Regions from separate parts of the Mus musculus genome. Here all the other regions are linked to region 1. The links are chromatin contacts, called in public HiChIP or PLAC-seq and promoter capture Hi-C maps. All regions are on one chromosome and are shown on one strand. Each heading gives the region's core, a stretch centred on a gene start, on an enhancer-like site or on the middle of the called end of the contact. The rest is flanking DNA. Distances are from core to core; before and after follow the strand shown. Region 1 holds the start of Rxrg (retinoid X receptor gamma). Region 2 overlaps Gm34207 (a long non-coding RNA gene). Region 3 holds the start of Lrrc52 (leucine rich repeat containing 52).

What was found. Promoter capture Hi-C pulls out the DNA fragments that hold promoters and counts their contacts. HiChIP or PLAC-seq counts read pairs in DNA pulled down with a chosen protein or histone mark.
Region 2: an H3K4me3 HiChIP or PLAC-seq map of embryonic limb bud shows a contact between it and region 1, with 3 times the contacts expected there. The contact joins the enhancer-like site here to the promoter of Rxrg in region 1. A contact is called at or near these places in 7 of 39 promoter capture datasets (3T3-L1-derived adipocytes, HPC-7-derived erythroid cells, cranial neural crest and 4 more), 16 of 115 datasets of contacts at active chromatin or transcription factors (SST interneurons, craniofacial prominence, embryonic basal ganglia and 10 more) and 3 of 9 other capture datasets (embryonic stem cells, liver and pancreatic islet).
Region 3: a contact with region 1 is called in a promoter capture Hi-C map of neural stem cells. The contact joins the promoter of Lrrc52 here to the promoter of Rxrg in region 1. A contact is called at or near these places in 21 of 39 promoter capture datasets (the 3T3-L1 cell line, 3T3-L1-derived adipocytes, the HPC-7 cell line and 14 more), 3 of 484 Hi-C or Micro-C datasets (cortical neurons, cranial neural crest and reprogramming fibroblasts), 4 of 115 datasets of contacts at active chromatin or transcription factors (craniofacial prominence, embryonic forebrain, forebrain and 1 more) and 4 of 9 other capture datasets (adipose tissue, liver, macrophages and 1 more).

What each region holds. Positions count from the first base shown.
Region 1 is chr1:167,596,987-167,599,754 of GRCm38.p6, reverse strand. It overlaps Rxrg (retinoid X receptor gamma), which reads right to left and starts at 1,393. Exons shown (of 10, transcript NM_009107.3): 1 at 955-1,393. The coding sequence starts at 1,003.
Region 2 is chr1:167,437,311-167,440,078 of GRCm38.p6, reverse strand. The region is part of intron 1 of Gm34207 (a long non-coding RNA gene); the gene reads right to left. Among named protein-coding and RNA genes, the nearest start is that of Gm34207, 15 kb to the right of the region's middle. Within about 2 kb of position 1,433, at least 2 of the 459 cell types and tissues checked have an H3K27ac peak or open chromatin away from gene starts, as enhancers often do. A contact at or near this core is called in embryonic limb bud, where this site is marked.
Region 3 is chr1:167,465,446-167,468,213 of GRCm38.p6, reverse strand. Lrrc52 (leucine rich repeat containing 52) reads left to right here and starts at 1,434. Exons shown (of 2, transcript NM_001013382.3): 1 at 1,434-2,121. The coding sequence starts at 1,500.

The DNA of each region.
Region 1 (2,768 bases), core at 144-2,643:
TGCTCTATCCTGTCTGCCAGAATCCATAGAGCATGGTCTCTGACTTTGGTTCCCAAGAACACGAACTCCATGCCACCTCTAGACACATGAGAAGTCAGTTGGTTTGGCTGCTGGTTGCATTTACACGTGGATGGGTGTCTGGGCTACTCCTGTCCCTGATGGGAGGGGTCCTTAAGGACAGATGCCCTGGCATGAAGGCAGCCAGTGAGTGAACTCAGCCTCCTGAAGCTTCCGCGGGAAGTGAGGGACTCCCCTGCCTGGCTGGGCTATGTGGAGCCACAGTTTGTAGGTTCTCAGAACCTGGCCTTCCCTACCCCCAGCCCTAGATCTCGACCCCCAGGGCGGAAATGAAGACAGCAACCCTTGCTGTGGAATTGGGGGCAGCAGCAGGGGAGGAGAGAAGAGGTTATTAGCAAATCAAAAGGGAAGAAAGCAGGGAGGAAACAGTGTGGCAAATTAAAGGGCTATGTTTCCCTTCTGAAAATCCAACTGTAAAGAAACGAGCTTTTAAGTAAAAACAACCTTGCCCTTGTTGTAAAGTATTTCCGGGACTTTTTGCCCAAGCAAAACCTTTTACATCACTTTTCCCCCCTCATTACAAATTAAATTAAATAATAGGTACATCTTAGCAATTTCCCTCACTCTCACTTTTCACACCCACACAGACATGTGGGGTTGTAGCAAAGCTTTGTTTCAAACCCTTTCCAACACGCTGGTTCAGACTCTCATAAATATCCCAGGACCTTCTTCTGATATGCAAACATGCCTTCACCTTGGGACCATTCTGTCTTCTGCATGGACAAGCACCCACGAAACGCGCCGTGTACCCACTACACATGCATATGAACATGCACGCTGGCCTTCCGATTCCAAGCTACGTTTATCCCGTTTCCTCCCCGGCCTCTCCCGGACAGGTTCACACTCAAGACGGTGAAGCCCAAGTGAGGTCCTTACCACCAAAGCCGGTGGGAAACTTCATGAAGTGGGAATAATTTCCATACATGTTGGCTGCTCAGTTCATTCCTCTGCTGCGCTTCTGAAGAGTACAGCCTCTCTCTCTCTCTCTCTCTCTCTCTCTCTCTCTCTCTCTCTCTCTCTCGGCTCCCAGGCACAGCCGGGCTTCCGTCAACTTGGGCTAACAAGAGTGGCCATCGCTTGCTAGCAGCCGGGAGAGCGCAGGCTGGGCCAGCCCTCTGGGATTAGTCAGGAATCTGCCTCTAGATCCGAGAGTCCACATAGTGTTGAGAGGCTGTGGCGGCCGCAGCAGCTGGTGCCTGTCAGTAATCACGCATAATGCTGCCGCCGCTGCTACCTCTCCTTGCCTCTTGCCGCCGCCGTCGCTGCTGCTGTTGCTACTGCTGCCGCCGCCGCCGCCGCCGCCACCACTGCGCCTGAGATCCTGTTGCTAGTTTGATTAACTCTGGGTTGGGCTGCTGTGAGCGACTCTTCCAGCTCCCCGCTAGTCCCCAGAGGTTCCTACCGGGTGGCACAATCTATTAGCTGGGAACCAATCGATGTGTGACTGCCCTAGTGGGTCAGGAGAAAAGGAGGGGGAGATGGCAGGCGATAAAGACTCTTTAGGTGCCTTTTCCTTGACTCGCACCCACAAAAAAAAATCAATGGGGTTTTATTAAAATGCATTTTCTCACTCTGGCTCCTCTCTGTCCAGTGCACTTGTTATTTGATCTGTGAAAGGGGGCGGGGGTTGGGGGCCAAGAGAGAACAGAGCCCTTTCATAAGGCACGAAATTAGAAAAGCATGAGACTAGATGCCCAAAGACGGAAAAACTAAAATAGAGCAGCCTTTAGATTTGGATTGGGCCCCTCCTGCTTGGGTGGCCAGCAACAGTGGTCTGGACTCTAACAATTGAAGCTCACACAGCAGGTTCACAGGGAGCCTTACCTACAGGTAGGAAGGGGATGTTGCCTCCACAGAGTGGTACCCACTCTGATGTTTCACTGGGGGAATAACTTCACCTTGAGCAGCATCATTGTGCCATCTGCTCAAAGATGGTCCCAGCATCCTCACTGACACCGAGATTCCCTTGGTTAGAGCCAACCAACTCACAGTGGAAAGTGTAAGACCCTTTGATTTTTTGGGTCTGTTGTTCAGATTCTCTGAGAAAGCACCGCTCAGGCTATACCTGAACACCTTAATGTTGGGAACTCACTCCCATCCCACCCCATCCCATCCCATCTCTAGAGAGCAATTCAACAACCGATTTCCTCTCGATGACGCGTCTTTGTGCAGGATCTCAGCCACAGAACAGCCGCCTATGGAGTTTGTCACTGGATCATCTGAACGATCTATCATGTCAACTAGTCATGCCTTCCCTAGATGCTCCTGGTTTTTCCAGACCATCCATGTATCATTAAGATTTCAAGACATAGAGAGGGGGCTGGGGAAATGGCTCAGCGACTAAGAATGTTTGATGGGCATGTTTCTCGATCTGAGTTCAGAACCCCACACCCACCCCATGGAACACAGTCAAATGTGGCCACGTGTACCTACAACCCCAGCAGTGGGGAGGGGAGGGGAGTCAGGAGGATTGATGGATGGACTGGCTAGCCATCAGCCTAGCTGAAGAAGAAATGGTGAGCTCTGGGTTCACAGGGAGACTGGGACAGAGCGGGAAGACACCTGGCATCCTTTTGCTGCCTTCTGCATTTGTGTGTATGGGTATGCACCCTTGTGTACATACATACGCCAAACACACACGCACATGTGCGCACACACACACACACACCTTGTTTCTAATAATGCCATTT
Region 2 (2,768 bases), core at 184-2,683, 160 kb after region 1:
ACGATGAGGTAGAACTGCTCTGAGTTCAAGCCTCTCTTCTATATATAAGAAGAGCATCAGCATTTGGGCTCAGTCTCCTCAAATGAGGTAACTGGGAGATTACCTATCTTCCAGGCCATCTCTAATTCTAACCTATAGATAATATCGAGAATGTTCAAGAGACAGCTGAAGACTGAAAGGAAAATTGAGAACCCTTAACAGAAACAGGGGCAGAAACAGATCATTTGCAGCAAGCACACAAAGATATATTTACTCTCACCAGAAACCAAATAAATGCACATTAAAACAAGCAGTCCTGGGGTTGAGGAGATGGCTCGGTGGATAAGAACACCTGCAACACAAGCATGAGGACCTGAGCTCGGATGCCCATCACAAACATCAAAAAGATGGGTGTGGTTGCTCATGCATGTAACCCCAGGATGGGGTGGGCAAGCGGGGGAAAATGGGACTGCAAGTAACCAGGCTAGCAAAAACTCAGTGAGCTTCACGTTCATTAACGGATTCTATCTCTAGAAAAAAAGGCAGAGAGTGACAAAGGGAAACACAGTATCTCTGTCTCTATTATCTGGTTCCCACACACATGGGCATGAATGTACACTTGTGGACACGAACACACACACACACACATGCCCACACATACATGAACACATGCACAAACACAAAGAGGTGACATGTTAGTCTGATTAGCTTAAAACTTTGCTATATGGATTGGTGGGGGTGTTGGCTACATGAAATCTAACACCTGTGAATTATGGCATCTTAGAGTGAAGCAGAGCAGAGTGTTAACTCCCCTTAGTGACTTACAGCTGGAAAGACATTAGTGCTTATCATCCAGGACCTCCATGTGTGATATTTCCTCTACCAGCACATACATACATATTCTCTCTCTCTCTCTGTCTCTCTCTGTCTCTGTCTCTCTCTGTCTCTGTCTCTGTCTCTCTCTCTCTCTCTCTCTCTCTCTCATTTCCTTTTCAGATCTGCTTTCCAAATTTGATTTTGTAAGATCCTATCTCACTCCCTTCTAGCTGCTGTCCCCTAACATTCTAGTTAAAAGCCAATAGATTTGTTACAGCGCACCTAAAGAATTGTTATTAAGGCTTTAAAAGGCTTATGGGTTCTTTGCAAGAAGCCAGATGGTGGAAACTGTGCACTGGCAATAATAGTTCAGATAGCACTGAAGAGCCACTGAGATTATGGGGAAATTGTAGGCAGAACTAAGTGTTTGACAAGAGACTAATGATGAAAGGATGTAGGTGGGCTGGCTTCTTAAGCAGACCAATTATTTAGGCCAAGGGGTTAACGTATAAGAACAATACACACAGGTATACAACTTGGTGGCTAATTGCACATCACTCCCTGAACTCATTTTAGTGACTCTGGGCTCGTTCCCAATTAGCACTCACTAAACCTGGCCTGTTGTCCCTTTGATCTGGCCTCTCTCAGAAATTGCTGATGGCTTGTAATTCTTCTTTATTTACCTCTTCTGAAGTTGGTAAAGGCCAGGCAGGGCACATGCCAGCAGCTCCCTACCACTCTCCCTAGATTGTGGCACACAAGACAGTCTGTGGCAACAGACTGAACCCCGAGAGTCTCCCACTAAGAAGCTTCTCTGGATTACTGTTCCCACAGAAAATCTCCTTAGGCTAATCTAGTCTTAACCCCTTATCCCCACCCAATGCAAGCAGGAAGAAATTCACCACAGCGAGCAGCGGCGGTATTGACATGGGCATTTCCTCTGGGGCTCTGTGAACCTGAGCGCATTACTAATCTCTGTCATGTTCATTTTCTCTCAAGCGAAATAGGGGCTGAACTCAGACTGTAACGTTACAGTCAAGAGATTCTTTGTATGAAAGACAAATCTAGTCCAGGCCCAAAAAGTAGGTCCTTAAAAACTTGGTGGCTTTGAGGAGATCATGAGCTTTCTCGGCTGCCCAGATCCAGTTCCCTCTTGCATATGTACCATGGAAGCGCCAGGCTTGCTCAACCTCAATTCCAGAACATCTGGCAAGAGAGTCAGTTCACTCCTTCAAAGAAAGATTTGGTGAAGAACTCTGAAATCAATAATTTATACAATTATTACATGCTGACTTAAAACTTTTTAATGATTTTTTTTTTAATGGAGAATGAGGCAGAACCTCCCCTGTGACCTTGCAACCCAGGTGAAGAGTCACACAAGGAAATGGTAGCAAAATATGCACTATGTATATATGTGTATATATGTACATATATTATTAGTATAATTACATATGTGTGTGTGTTGTGCACATAAGCTTTTTAGACTACGAAAAGAAAGCAAAGCAAACCAACTCTCCCAGCCTGGAGAAGGGAGAGAGGACTTCACCAGGCAGGAGACGTCAGAGCTGATGCTTTAAGAGTGGAGGTCAGGGTAAGAACTTTCTGAACAGGGAATCATGTGCAAAGCCCCAAGGTACAGCAGCAAAGAGGAGCATGCCACACTTAAGGGGGTGAAAGAAGAGAACACTGTAGCCATATTACAGGCAGTGAAACAGTCATACAAATGAGAGACGGAAAAAAAAAACGGATCACGTCATAAAAAAGATTCGATCTCTATCCTAAAAACTGTGGAAAGTCGTTAAAAGGATACAGTTGAGTGGTGTGGTCCTAGGAGGAACTTAGGGAGGCCAGAATTGCTGCTTTATTATACTCAGACATAACAGCAGAGCCACCCTGAGCAGATCCACAGGGCCGACACTGGCAGCACACGTGGGACTCTGAGCCAAATATGCTGAAATCAGAATCACTCGAGA
Region 3 (2,768 bases), core at 185-2,684, 130 kb after region 1:
CCTGAAGAAGGTCACTTTCAATTTAGTAAACATCCCTAAGTCATCACGTTAATTCCCAGCCAGTCACCCGAGAAATGCTGAGTCAGGAAACATAACCAAGCATTAGCTAACTAGCCATGAATCCACTCGACTTTATTCATTTCTCTCTTGGCAGAGAAGCAAGAAAAGGAAGCAAGCCATCAGAGACATTCACGCATCATTCATTCAATAAGTATTTATTAAATGCCTAGTGCCAGGCGCTATGCTAAGCTAAATACAAGTTTCATTGAGCTATTAATATTCCCACCTACATTATATGTGAAGGTTTTTAAAGAATAAGGTACTGCTTTCCATAAATAACCCATTTTAACTCCTGAGGTGCTTCATCTTCATTTCTGACCTCATGCCTTCCCCCACAGAGAGAGTTATACACCCCAGACCCCATTCCTCTAGAGACTCCTTTCATCTGTCAAGCACTTAATGAGCAGAAACTCACAGTAGAAACACTAGACCTGTACTCGCTGTGTTTAAACTCCTTGAAAAACACAAGTCATAAGAAATGATTCATATTATCACACTCACAGGTTTTTATTCTGCGTTTGGGCTTTGTTTTAAGGGGAATAACTTACTGTTCAAAAAAGTCTTTTTAAAATAAGAATGTGTACATGCATGTGTGCACACACACACACATACACACACAATCCAAATGTAGACAAGGATGTATAAAACCTAGAAATAAAATCTTAAGAGTCTCACCTTATCAGAGGATTTATTACAAAAGAGGCAAACCCCTTTCCTATCTTCTAAAAACAACTGACATCCCTCAAAATTTAGAAACCAGGAAACGGTCTGCTCTAAAAGCTGATCACCAGAAAGGATGATAGGGCTGGAGACATCCCAGGTTCCCACTAGGAATGGACTAAGGGCTTATATCTGGCCAAATCCTCTCTGACACCTCCGTGTGGAGCTGATATGAACACTCCAAGAATGCCCTGGCACACACCTGCACACAGGGCCCTCATGTGTGTTCCCCCCACACCTGCATGCCTGACTCCTCCAGAGAGCAAGCTTACCTACATACACAAAACACCCCTGACCACCCAGAAGGAGAGGTGAGAAACCTCTCTCCCTCTGCCTCAGAGTCTCCCGAGGCTGCTGACATCACAAAAGTGTCAACTGGCAACCTCATTGTCATGCGGTTCTCCCCTGGCTCCCCTTCACTTACAAAGGCAGGGAAAGGGTGAGACCTTTCAGAGCTGCCAAGTGGGCGAGCTTCCAACAGCACTCGGACTGAGCAAGTAGCAGAGCCACCAAGCCGGCAGCAGGGCACTGGGCCTCGTGTTTCAACTTCTGTTCAGTTCTCCTGTAATGGAAAATTGCTTTGCACAAAGCTAGAGTGTTACAGTTTTTTCCAGCACCCATCCCCTGCCCTGCCCCACCCCTCGGCAGCCTTCAGATCAGAAGGACAGCTTGTACCCGCCCTCAGGAAGGTAGAAGGAGGGGAACCTTGGCTTCTTACTATGTCCCTTGCTTCAGGCCCTAGCTCCAAGTTGTTACTCTTTTCTCTTGGAATGGGGTTGGTATCAGGGTCCAAGTGTCCAAACAAGTGTGTGTGTCAAGACCAAGAAGTAGCCTGCATAGATTTGCACCTAACGGAATACCCAGCTGATATTCCTCTGAACACCCGGAGACTATACCTGAACAATAACAAAATCACTAGTTTACCAGCTTTGCAGCTGGGATTCCTCAGTGACCTCGTTTACTTGGACTGTCAGAACAACCGGATTCGAGAGGTGATGGATTATACCTTCATCGGGATCTTCAGACTCATCTACCTTGACCTCAGCTCCAACAACCTAACTTCCATCTCCCCTTTCAGCTTCTCAGTGCTCACCAACCTGGTGCGGCTGAACATTTCACACAACCCTCACCTGTTGTATCTTGACAAATACGTCTTTGCCAACACCACGTCTTTGAGGTACCTGGACCTCAGAAACACCGGATTGCACATCATCGACCATAATGGCTTCCACCACCTGGTGGTGCTCCAGACTCTGTACCTAAGTGGGAACCCCTGGATATGCAACTGCTCCTTCCTGGACTTCACCATCCACTTATTAGTGTCCCATATGGACCACCCAGGTAAGGGGTTGATTGGCAGTGGGTGCCATGCCATGGGAGGGACTGGTTTCTGAGAGGGGTAGTCAAAAGATGATCGGGATGGAGGGAAAGCTGTGTGAGATGGTTAAAAAGTACCGTCACTGTTTGGCCCGGCCCCCTCCTTGGGTTGACTGGAGAGGCAATAATGCTTAATAGCAATAGTTCTAGAATGAGAATTCAGAACTCAAACATGTCACCTACCACTCCTGTGCCTTTAGAAAAATCTCATTTCTCTGCACCTGTTTTCCATTCCATAAAACCGGTACATATTACATAATTTGCAGAATTGTAGCCAACAAAATGTGTATGTAAATGATACAAAATGTGTACTGTAATTGTAAAGTTACAAAGTAATTCAAGGGCACTGGGCTCCCCTGGGTAAACTGTGTTAATCTGATTAATGCCGTGACTGAATTTTTCCAGGGTCTAAAATAAATTCAGTCCTTCACAGGTGAGGGAGAATCCAACAGGGCTCAGGGAATGTTCCACGGGTGTGGCAGGGGTGGGGTGCACAGGAGCCTCGGGGACAGCAAAAGACAGAGGACAGAAGGAAAGCCTTTGATAGACTTGTTTCAAAATGCTGAGCTCACAGGAAAGTGCCAAGCTGGGAGAGTCCGGTGTTATAGACT